Linked DNA regions of Gossypium arboreum: region 2 is linked to region 1. A link is a contact called in public Hi-C data. All regions are on one chromosome and are shown on one strand. Each heading gives the region's core, a stretch centred on a gene start, on an enhancer-like site or on the middle of the called end of the contact. The rest is flanking DNA. Distances are from core to core; before and after follow the strand shown. Region 1 has its middle 45 kb from the start of LOC128281376. Region 2 holds the start of LOC108473011 (protein DEEPER ROOTING 1-like).

Region 1 (5,735 bases), core at 1,454-3,953:
AAATGTACCTATAAATGTCCATGCTTTTCCTAGACTATCCGTAACATCCACGAAAAATAGACGACCTTCTTGAAACTCAAAGAATGGGGCAACATCAGTGTAAGAGAAGAATATGATACGATCTTTTACTTCGTTTTGAGTCAAGTGCTTTGAAAAGCTTTGTCTTCCTTGCTCTTGATTTTCCATGTTTACAAACGGTAGTAAATACTGAAATATAAAAAAAAAAGTAATAAGAATTTCTAGTTGATTTTTTAAGAACCGTGGTCATAACCTTAATACCAAGTCCTTTATATATTTGTTGAAAAGAGATGTCTTTTTAAAAAATAGATACATAACACTTTCGTGAACAGACATATAATTGTATGTGAACGAATTGACTTAACTATTCATTGAATTGATGAACAAACACTACTATTCGCGGAGCGTTAGATGAATTTACTTTCTATATATGATTTTTTTTTCTTGAACTGGCAAAACATACACTACATCCCTAACGGAACGAAAATATTTGAATTTAGATAAATTTAAGGAAATTTTTTTAGGCATATATTTGGGATTTTCTATAATTTTTTAAGTTTATTGTTTAAAAAAATTAAAAAATTTGATAAGGGTTTAATTCTGTTATTCTTATCATTTTTAAAGGCTATTAAAATTTAATTTTAAAAGGAGACAGACCTAACATGCAAATAAACTAAAAGTTGAAACATCTCAACATAGGGCACCACATTTTCAGCCAATTTAAAAAGGGTAATTACCTCATTAAGTCCCTAAACATTTTATATAATCAAACTTCAGTTTGGTGCCGCCAATTTATCCCGCAACACCACTAAAAATTTATATATTTTTTTAAAAAATACAATCATTGGTCGATGATGAGGGTCGATGTTGTCGGTATGTCGGGCAACACTGAAGAACACAGTAAAAATTGGGTCATTTACATACATAATATTTAAGTTGGGTGATTTTTATAATTAGTCACAGAATTTATGTTACTTTTATAAAAAAAAAAGAAACCCAAAAGTCAATGATTCTAAATGGTTACTTCCTTTGACATGAAATATTTAAATATATTTTGATAAGTTGGGTCATTTTCATAATTAGTCGTTACTTTTATAAAAACCCAAAAGTTAATGATTCTAAATGGTTACTTCCTTTGACCTGTAATTATTTAAATATATTTTGATTTCTGATGTATTTAATTTAGTTCTTTTCAATTTATAAGTTTAAAATATATAATTATTAGGAATATGAAAATAAAATTATTTTTAATATTTAAAAATAAAATTACTTTTATTCATCTTATATTTTCATAATATAATTTTTTTAGATTAAAATTTTCAAATACTATAAATTATGTCATAATTAAAAGAATAATATTATTCCACGAGATATAAAGATAAATGATGCTTATTTTCATTTATGGTAAAGTGTTAGGTATAATGGTAAGATGTATTACATTCCAATGAGAAATGCAGATTCAAATTTTGAAGACAATATTATCATGAATTATAGTTTGAATCCTAAACATGGACGGTAAATTAAATACGGAGGATACTAAAAGTATATATAAATTAAAAAACTTCAAATACTAATTGTATACTATAAATATATATAATTAAATTAAGGTAAGAATAATATTACCAAAATTAGCGATTTTATATACTTAGAGATTGTTTGGACGATGAAATTTAAAATTTTGAGATTTTAAAATGTTAGTATTTTAGAACCCATCAATTCAAAATACATTTGTAATCGAAATTTAAGAAAAGCTAAGTTATTGAAATTTTAAAATTAAAATTAATTAGAAAAGAAGAATAATTGTATTACAATAAATAATATAAAAATCAATATGAATATCATTGTATTTGTATAATTTTATAACTAGTTTTAAAAGAATAAAACTTAAAATATATATTAGAATTAAATAAAATTTATTTTTGAAGTTTAAGTTCTTATATTATAGCAGGACAACGTGTATTAAATCAAATAAAAATATGAGAAATTAAAAAAATCCATCATTTTAGGTCAAATTTGAAAAAGGAAATTGAGCTAATAAAACCCTCTCTTAAAATTACTCAAAAATTTTAAAATTTTAAAATATTTATCCTAATATGTTAATTCAGATTTTGAATTTTGAAAAGCTTGTTACAAATGAAATACCTCCAACAAATCTCTCATCCAAATACACCCTAAAATTATCCATTAATAGGGGCGAAGTAAGAAATTATTTGAAGGGAGCGAAATTAAATCGTAATTTTCACAATAATACAAATGTAATTTCATTATTTTAATAGGTTATATCTTTATAATTTTTAAAATATTAAATTAAATTTTTATAATTTTAAGAGATTATAGTGTAATTTTATTTTTACTAAGTTAAAATTTTAAAAAACCTAGATAAAAAATATTTCGATTTTAGAGCCGGGCACTTGCCCTAACTGCTCGCCTGTCCATTAAATTTGAAAACACTAATGTATCTGATCATATAATTACAAAAGTTAGTAATTTGAATGGAATTACAAAAGTTTTGGTTGATGGAACCATACAACGGGTCGAATACGAGGCGCTCCCGACGGTCTGCTTTAGTTGCGAAAAGTACGGGCATGTTAAAGAACCGTGCCCGACGGTGAGTGTTAAGGTACCTTTAGAGAGGCCGGTGACTGAAAATGCGGTGGCTCACAGGGAAGGTGTTGGAGAAGTCAGTAATGGAAAGAGCGCCGATTATGGACCATGGATGTTAGCAGAGAGAAAATCACGGCGGGGTAAACGGGACTGTCGGGCTAAAGGAGATGTGAAACTTGGAAAGAACCCGTTGGGTTCCAGATTTGCGCCATTAATGGTGGATGGTATCTCAGGGGGAGATATTATTGGAGCTGATGGGGGGTTGACTGAAGAGGGGAACGACCAAGTAACTGTGGGGAATTTGTTGAATGAAAATAGGGGTTCTTCTAAGGGAGAATCGGGCTACTCATCTAGTTTGGGTCGTGAAGAAGAAGGGAATTTGAGAAAGTCGGTTAGGCCTATTCTGGGACAAAGGGAATAGCGGGCCAAGTCTTGTTGGGCAAAATATTTTAAAAGATTATAATTTTTCTAAGGCTCAGGGGAAAAGACCTATGGGGCCAGAGGATTTTATTCAAAAAGATAAGGACCTACCTATTAATCTTCTCCTTTTTAATTATATTTCCTTTTTGTCGAATGCAGGTGCTTTGCGTCTGAAAGAGGGTAAGGCGCAAACAAGCAGGCCGATGGACATTCAGCGTGGTAGGCCAAGGGGTGGAAGAACTGGGCCAGATGGTCATGTGTCTTTAAATGGACTTAACCTTGGTGGTCTGGATAAGTCTTTATTTAAGGATCAGAATCCTAATTTGGACAAATAGGGTCCAAGTGGCCTTTCTGCTAATATTGGTTTTGACCAGGAAACTACAAATGTACATTCGGGTGCCTCTGAAAATAGAGGTCATAATTTAATTCACAATAATCCTATGTTTAAAGGCCTGAATGACTCTGTTGTCAAATTAGACACAAAATTTTTAGATCCCAAGCATCATTCGGCATTTATTTTCAAGGGAAATAATGAGATTAAAACGCAAAAAGGTAACAAGAAAAATATTTTAGTTAATACTAACAAATCTTTTTCTATTTCCAGAGGACGTGTTTCAGAGATTAAAATTGCTAATAACTGTGGTGGAGCCTCTCTTAATCGTTCGTTCAAAGAAAAAGAAGGTAAATTAAAAAATGCGAGAATTTCTAAAATTCCGTTGACAAAAGCTATTAGCTCCATGGTTAATCTTGTCAAGTCGCAAGTTGAGACTAGAGCAGATATAATCAGAGGAAATATTGAGAGTCAGACTAGTGATCCTAGACCCGCACCCAAATGATTTGGTGGTATCTTTATTTTGTTATTTTTTAATTTTTTATTTTAAATATGAACTTTACTATTTTTTGTTGGAATTGTCAAGGTTGTGCTAGCCTAAAATTTCCTCGTATTTTTTGGGAATATAATAGAGAGCATAAGCCTGACTTAGTTGGTCTTTTAGAAACAAGGGTTAGTGGTTCTAAAGCTGATTCTGTTATTGCTAAGCTCGGGTTTGAATTCTCACATCATGTGCAGGCTGTTGGTTATTCTGGAGGAATTTGGGTAACCATTCTCAGTTTATTACTCTTAGAATTTTTGGAAAGTATTTTCGACGACCGGTATTGGTCACTTTTGTTTATGGCAGCCCTAATAGCCAAAAGCGGAAGGAATTATAGGATGCTCTCAAATATATTGTACTAGTGGACGAGACTCCGTGGCTTGCGATTGGTGATTTCAATGTTATTCTCAATTTGTGTGAAAAAAGAGGTGGTCGGGCTGTTGGTAAAAGGTGTGCTCTTTTTAGTGAGTTCATGGACTCCCTGAGGCTGCATGATCTGGGATTTAGTGGTCCTAACTTTACTTGGAATGGAGGGGGAGTTTTTAAGAGACTAGACAGGGCAATTTGCAACGAAGCTTGGAATCTAAAGTTTCCTTTATCTAAGATTTTTCATCTTCAGAAACTTAAATCTGATCATAGGCCGCTCAAGCTTTCTATTATGCTAGAAATTCAACCTTCCTCTAAGAGACCTTTTCGTTTTCTGGCTGGCTGAGTTGAGCATCTGGGGTTTTCTGAGTTTGTGAAGATGAATTGGAGGTTTACGAGAAATATGTTGAATGCTTATGCTACCTTCACTGATCAAGTTAAATTATGGAATAAGGAGGTTTATGGACACATTATGCAGTGAAAGAATTTTTTGAAGAAAAAGCTGGATAATATCCAAAAGGTGATTGATCGGAATAACTCGGCCTTTTTAAATCAGGTTGAGCTAGAAACTCGAGAAGAACTTGAGACATTGTTACATCATGAGGAACTTTTATGGATACAGAAGATTAGGTGTGATTGGTTTGTTTTTGGAGATTGCAACACAAGATTTTTTTCATAAGAGAACTCTTCAGAGAAGGAAGCATAATCGTATTCTTGCCCTGAAATATCAAGAAGGGGAATGGGTTATGGATGATGAAGAGCTAAAACAGGAAGCAGTCAATTTTTATAGGAAGTTGTACGAAGAACAGTCTAGGAGAATTGGTAGTATTGAGAGTAGTGCTTTCCCGTCTCTCGAGCAGAAAGAAATTCAATTCCTTAGTATGCCCATTTCTGATGAGGAGATTAAACAAGCCCTTTTTGACATGGCACCTCTAAAAGCACCCGGTAGTGATAGTTTACACGCTATTTTCTATCACAGTCAATGGGGGATTGTTGGGCCCTCGATTTGTGATTGGGTCAAAAGGATTTTCGATGGCGATTCCATTAATCAAGACCTTAACAACTCCCTTATTATCTTTATTCCCAAAGTATAGCATCCAGAATGTTTCTCGCTGTTTCGCCTAATTAGTCTTTGTTCGGTGCTTTACAAGCTTGTGATGAAAGTTATTGCAAATAGGTTTAAATTTGTATTCCCAAAAATTATAGGAAGCTGGATTTGTTTTGGGAAGAAATATAAATGATAACATCATCATAGCGCAGGAGGTAATTCATTCGATGAACAGCAAGCAAAAAAATAAAAGATGGATGACCATTAAAATTGACCTCGAAAAAGTTCGATGTGACTTCATAGACACTTCCCTACGGGCTGTAGGTATTCCTAACTTTCTTTGTAATGTTATTATGTCAGCCATTTCTAGTTCAACGACGCAGGTGCTTTGGAATGGAGCACCTTCC
Region 2 (6,080 bases), core at 252-2,751, 110 kb after region 1:
TAATTTATCGTTTCAATATTATCCAATTAAAGAAAAATAAGTACTTTATAAAAAAAAAAGAGTATGTGGTCTATTATCATGGCCCTTAACCTTTAGTTAATCTCAATGGAAAACAAACCCCATTATTTTAGGTTTAAAATTAAAGTTAATTATTTGTCAAAAAATAATAATTTTAAATGTTGAGGAGGTAGTCAAATGCATGGAGGGTTGAGTTCCACATCAGCTCATGCCTTGGTTTGATGTAAAGTCAAAGTTCCTAAAGATTCCAGAATTAGTAAGATTTTCCAGATTTTAGCTTGGTTCCTAAACCCTAGACACCTACTTTTTACAATAACTCACATGGCTTTGCTCTTAAATAATCTTGGTGGCAGCGATCATTCCTTTTCATTCTCTTATTGCATCTCGAGGATTTCATCAATTAGGGTATATATTAATAGATTTTGTTTAACTTTAATCTTTATATTTGAATGATGAGTATGGCCAATTTTAATTATTTATTTTTATAAAGGAAAATAAAAATAAAATTGTTTAAGAAATAAATATGAAATCTTTTATGAGAGAGAAAAAAAAAAAAGAAAAAGAAGTCCATGACTAACTTACAGAGTGATATTAATTTGGTTTTATTAAATATTAAATTAGGTCTTGAAGGGATATCCCCTTCGTGCATCGGTTTAGCAATCCAACCAAAGAACATCCTACACATAGCTAATTGTGTTCTTAATTACGCTTAATCGAGGTCATTAACATAGCCACGTTAATATACATAACATCATGGATGACACCACTCACCAATTAAAAATCATGGATGCTTTATTTATTTAAAAAAGCATATTCTTTTTCTTATTAAGATTTCAAAAAAATGTGTTTTAATGTAATTGGTAGGAAAATCATGAGAGAGCCTTGAAAATAAAAACAAAATAATATTTTATTGTTTTATAGTTGGAAAGGCATTGCAAATCAATGAAATTATACAAGAGAAAATAGATAGCTACGATGATGGTTCCATACATGCAAAGGTTTTGCTTGAGAATTCCAGCATGTTATCTGACAATGTTGTCCTTTTCCTCCAAATAACCACTACTGAGATCAACAAAATCACTTTAAGCATTCGTATTACTTTAACTAATCTCCAACATTATTTTAATCCATCCTAGTTTATAGAACATGTGCAAGCCCAACACTTAGTATCAAAAGGAAACAATGTTTAACACAAGATTCGTTTATATATTATCATATTACAGCTTGTCGTTGTAAACCCTTTTTCCAGGGGAAAGAGAAAAGATGTTTCATTGTGTCACTGCCACAGCCGTTTGATGATAAGTTATAGAGATTGAGACTTAAAAGACTTTTACTAGAACTTTTTGTCTTGAAATCAGCATTTTTGGCCATTCATTGGACTAAACAGGATGTTCCAGACCCATGGTATCCCCATAGATGTGGACTTTACATACATACATGCATACATCCATAGTGTATATATTTGGAAGAGAATGTCTTCAAAGTTGTGGTGGGGGAATGAATACATTAGTTGCAGAAAGGCCGCTGTTTATAGGAACTTGAACCAATATTTCATGAAATTCATCAAAATACAATCCCTTTTTTCCAAGTTCATTTCTCATTGGCTTTTGAGATCTACTTAGTTTTCTAATATACATTCTCCACTTGATTTCAAATTTTCATTACAAAAACCTCCCCCATTTTCATTCCCTTCCATTCTCTTTAGCTTGTCCTGCTCCACATATCTGAAAAAAATGAAGGTATGTTTTGTCATGATTTTCAATCTAGATGTCATATATATCATGTAATGATATCAAATTTATGAAATGTTTGATTACAGTTCTTTGGTTGGATGCAAAATAAGCTCAATGGGAAACAAGGAACCAGCAAATCAAATACAATATCTGCTACTTGTAAGCATTGCTGTTGTCTGAATTAAGTCATGTCTAAGCACATAGTGTAACATTTTTCTTTTTCTGTTGTAGATCATATGAAACAAGAGCCTCGAGAGGAGTTCAGTGATTGGCCACATGGACTGTTAGCAATAGGGACATTTGGTAACAACGAGCTTAAAGAAAACCCTGAATCCCAAAGCACCATTCAACAGGATCCCATTGAGATTCAAGACCAAGAGCCATGTTCGTCCAATGATTTACAAGAGTTCACGGTCGAAGAAGTCGGGAAACTACAAAAGGAACTAACGAAACTCTTGTCCCGAAAACCGAACCCCGACACAAAAAAAGAAGTAGCAAGTTTACCATTGGATAGATTTCTTAATTGTCCATCAAGCTTGGAAGTGGATAGAAGGTTTAGCAATGCGGTTTGCAGTGATGCAGGGGATAGATCGGAGGAAGACATCGATCGAACCATTAGCATTATCCTCGGCAGATGTAAAGACATATGTGGTGAAGATAATAAGAAAAAGGCCATTGGGAAGAAATCAATTTCTTTCCTTTTGAAGAAGATGTTTGTTTGTTCAGGTGGATTTCCACCTACACCAACTTTGAGAGATACGCTACAAGAATCAAGAATGGAGAAGGTAAAATTCATGGTAAAAGCTTTAGTTAACTGAAAATATTTTCTTTGATTGATTGGTTTTTCTTAAATCACAATGCAGCTTTTGAGGGTAATGCTTCACAAGAAGATTTACAGTCAAAATCCAACTAGAGAATCATCAATGAAGAAATACTTGGAGGACAAGCAAACACACAAAAGGCAAAAAATTCCAGATGAAAATGAAACACTGGAGAGAAAGAGTGAAGATGGAGGTAAATGGGTGAAAACAGATTCTGAATGTAAGTAATTCCATCTTGGGATTTTCATAATAAAGTTAATTATTAGCAAAAACATGTATACAGAGTAAACCTCTAAATAAATAATAATAATTTTTTTATTTTCCATATTGCAGATATTGTTCTAGAGATATAAAATCAACCTACCTACATAGTTGAAAGCGCCAAGATTACAAAGGTAAGATGTAGGAGTCAAGAACTGGAATAGCTGCCTTGAATGGTTCAGGAGAGTAATTTGGAAGGGGTAAATCCATGAATAAATTCTATATCTGGTGGGTGGCTCAAAAGTATTACAGGACAAACAAACAAACAAAAAAAAGGGTGTACGATTCAGACAAGAATGTCTGTTTGTACTAGCTGTGCTTCCCCTTTTTTACATGATTGTAACTGTGGATGCAGTGCAAGCCATGTTTCTGAGATATCTGCAATGGATATCTGTATTGGCACTAAGCACAGCTAGACATTATTTTTTATATCCTGTTTTTCTTGACCCACTTTTTCTTTTTCTTTGTTTTTTTAACTTCACCTTTTGTAAGATGAATTTAGAGGTGAATAATATTTTGAATTGATAAGCAATTATTGAGATTTGTGGAACACCTTGACTGTGCAAATAATATTTCAATAAAAATTAAGCTTTGGATGGAATGTTATTGTTTACCACTAAAGTATTAAATGTTGAACTAAAATCAGATTAACTGAGAGAGGACTAAGGTTGAAATAAAAGTTGAAGACTAAGGTTGGGACCAAAGTCAGATTAGCTGAGAGAGGACCTTAAAAACTCTCATCAATTCTGCATTTCTTTCCTGGTCCCTCCCTCAAGACAAAGGTTCATGTGAAGATTTCTTTTTAGGGACTGAATATTGATAATACAGCATAACTAAGCCATGTCTTTGTCAAGGCTCAGGATGAGGCCCAAACCAAAAGTCCTTTAAGGTCTACTTCTCATTTGCAAAGCTACACCATCCACGCCTGACTCAATAGATAAAATAAATTATAAAATTGAAACAATAGATTCGATGGTGTAGAACAATTTTTTTTTTTTAATTTTTAAACTTCAAATAAATCAGAAGAAATCACTAACAGAAAAGTCTTTTATATAAATATCCAATAAATATATATTTTCATGAGATATTATTAGAGCCAAAATTGTCCAACAATGATTGTTTAGTTACCTGATCAATTAAAGACTTAATCACTTGATTATGGTGAGAGTTTTTCTTAATCTCAAAGACATGTTTTATGGTTGTTTTTAAGGAGATTAATTCTACTTTATTTTGGATAATTATTGGAAATTTATCAAGAAGTTATATTCACATTAAAATTGAGATTTCTACTTTATCAAAACTACATGGAGAAGAAGTCAATTTTAGCCTATAAATAGGTTGTTATGCCACACATTTGAATGTGTTTTTTTGGAGTGCTTTTAGCAGGTTGTATTTTTGCACACTTGTGTTGGGGCTGCAATTAATTTTTTATGTAATTGTAGATTGTACTTTAACTAATAGTTGATTCGAAAGATTATTAAAATAAAAATCATTCATTGAGTGAAACACTGCAAAGTAATACTATCTCCAAACTGCATTAAACAAACAATCATGTGTGAATCTCTTTACCTTCTTTGACTTTGTTATTTGTTTCTTTGTCTATTCAATTCTCTGATTGGGCCTGTACTTGAACAATCAAATTAAACTTATAGCAAACTAACATGTTTTTTTAAAATACATTTTCACATAGATGTATCTTTTAATAACATACCCTTTCATATAATTATATTGTTTTATAAGATAGCTTTACGTACAAAAGTTACCTTTACATTACAACTATTTGATCAATAATTATAATTTATTAGACTTTTTTACATGATAAAATATTTTTACTATCTCATGAAAAAAATACACTTATTGGATGTGTATATAAAAAATTTTGTTGCTATTCCAAGTAAGAGAAGTATTCTATACCCATTTATCCTAATTATTTTCCCTTTTCTTATCATGTTTTATTCCTTTACTGACTTGGCCTTGGAGTATCCTCTAGAGGGAAGTCCACTGGTGCCCACTAACCTTGTTTCTCTCCGGTAGATGTTCCAGAAGTAATCATCCAAGCATCATTAATTGATCTGCTACATCCGGACGATTTTGAAGATGTTGAAATCACCCCTAAGACCTTCTCAATTGATCCGCTACACTGAAACAACCTTGGCTATATTAAGATCATCCTTCAAGTTCATTCACACCCTCAACTTCCCATCCGAGATCATCCTTGACATTGCTGTTACCAAAAGTTCATCTTTGAGTATGTTCCACCTTCACTCACTAGCATCCTTCCGCTCTTGTGAACCACCTATATTGATGTTGTGATCTTAGAATTTTTTTCCGCCCTCAACATGATACACTCTGTATGTAGGATTGAAGCAGGCATTACTCTTAGAGCTATCTGTGCCATGAATCATGGGGTGGGTTATTGTCGATAATAGTTTTATTTAACATACACCAAATAATTTCAACCAATCGAATTTTAACATAATTTTATAATTATACATATAATTGTATATTTGGGTTTAGCATTAAACCTGTTCATGAGTCGGGTTATTTATTCAGGCCTGAAAGTTTGTTTGAAATTTGAGAAAAATATTAGGTCTAAAAAATGAGTTTAGGTAAAAAAATTAGACTCATATAAAATATGGGTTAAACTTGACTCGACACGTTTTTAAGTTCATAATACTTTATATTATATTATTTTTATATATTATATAATTTAGAATATATTAAAAAATAAACATACACTAAATATGTAATACTACTCGATATAAATATTAAAATAATGTTAAGATGACTATGTAAAAATTTTCAATAAATAAAAATTGTATAAAATTATTAAATATTAAAATAATATAATATAAATGTTTTTTTAAATTAAAAATAATATGGGAAAACTTTTGCAAAAATAGATAGATTCGGATAAAATTTAATTTTAAGTTCATATTTCGAGTTGAGCCAAGCTTAAGGAAACATAAAGTGTATTAATATCATGCTTAAGCTCGACTTATGAACACCACTATTTGGTATCATTCAATTTTTAAAATTAGATTTCAATTAAAAACCATATAAAATGTTAAAAATACTTGAAGACACATAGAATTTAATGAAATTGAAAATTAGGCATTCCAAACAAATTCAAATATTTATAATAAATTTAAAAATCGAAATTGAGATTTAAAAATGGATATAATTTTAATTTATCAATATTTTTTTCATCACCAAATTTTAAAAATAGAAACAAAATATTGAATTT

The links. Hi-C and Micro-C count contacts between places; a contact is called where the count stands out from the background.
Region 2: a Hi-C map of leaf shows a contact between it and region 1, with 3 times the contacts expected there. The contact joins the promoter of LOC108473011 here to the enhancer-like site in region 1. A contact is called at or near these places in 2 of 5 Hi-C or Micro-C datasets (both in leaf).

The regions. Positions count from the first base shown.
Region 1 is chr10:5,927,263-5,932,997 of ASM2569848v2, forward strand. No RefSeq gene overlaps it. Among protein-coding and RNA genes, the nearest start is that of LOC128281376, 45 kb to the left of the region's middle. Within about 2 kb of position 2,704, at least 2 of the 2 cell types and tissues checked have an H3K27ac peak or open chromatin away from gene starts, as enhancers often do. A contact at or near this core is called in leaf, where this site is marked.
Region 2 is chr10:6,033,595-6,039,674 of ASM2569848v2, forward strand. It overlaps LOC108473011 (protein DEEPER ROOTING 1-like), which reads left to right and starts at 1,502. Exons shown (of 5, transcript XM_017774583.2): 1 at 1,502-1,757; 2 at 1,838-1,910; 3 at 1,983-2,536; 4 at 2,615-2,792; 5 at 2,906-2,925. The coding sequence starts at 1,752. The coding sequence ends at 2,925.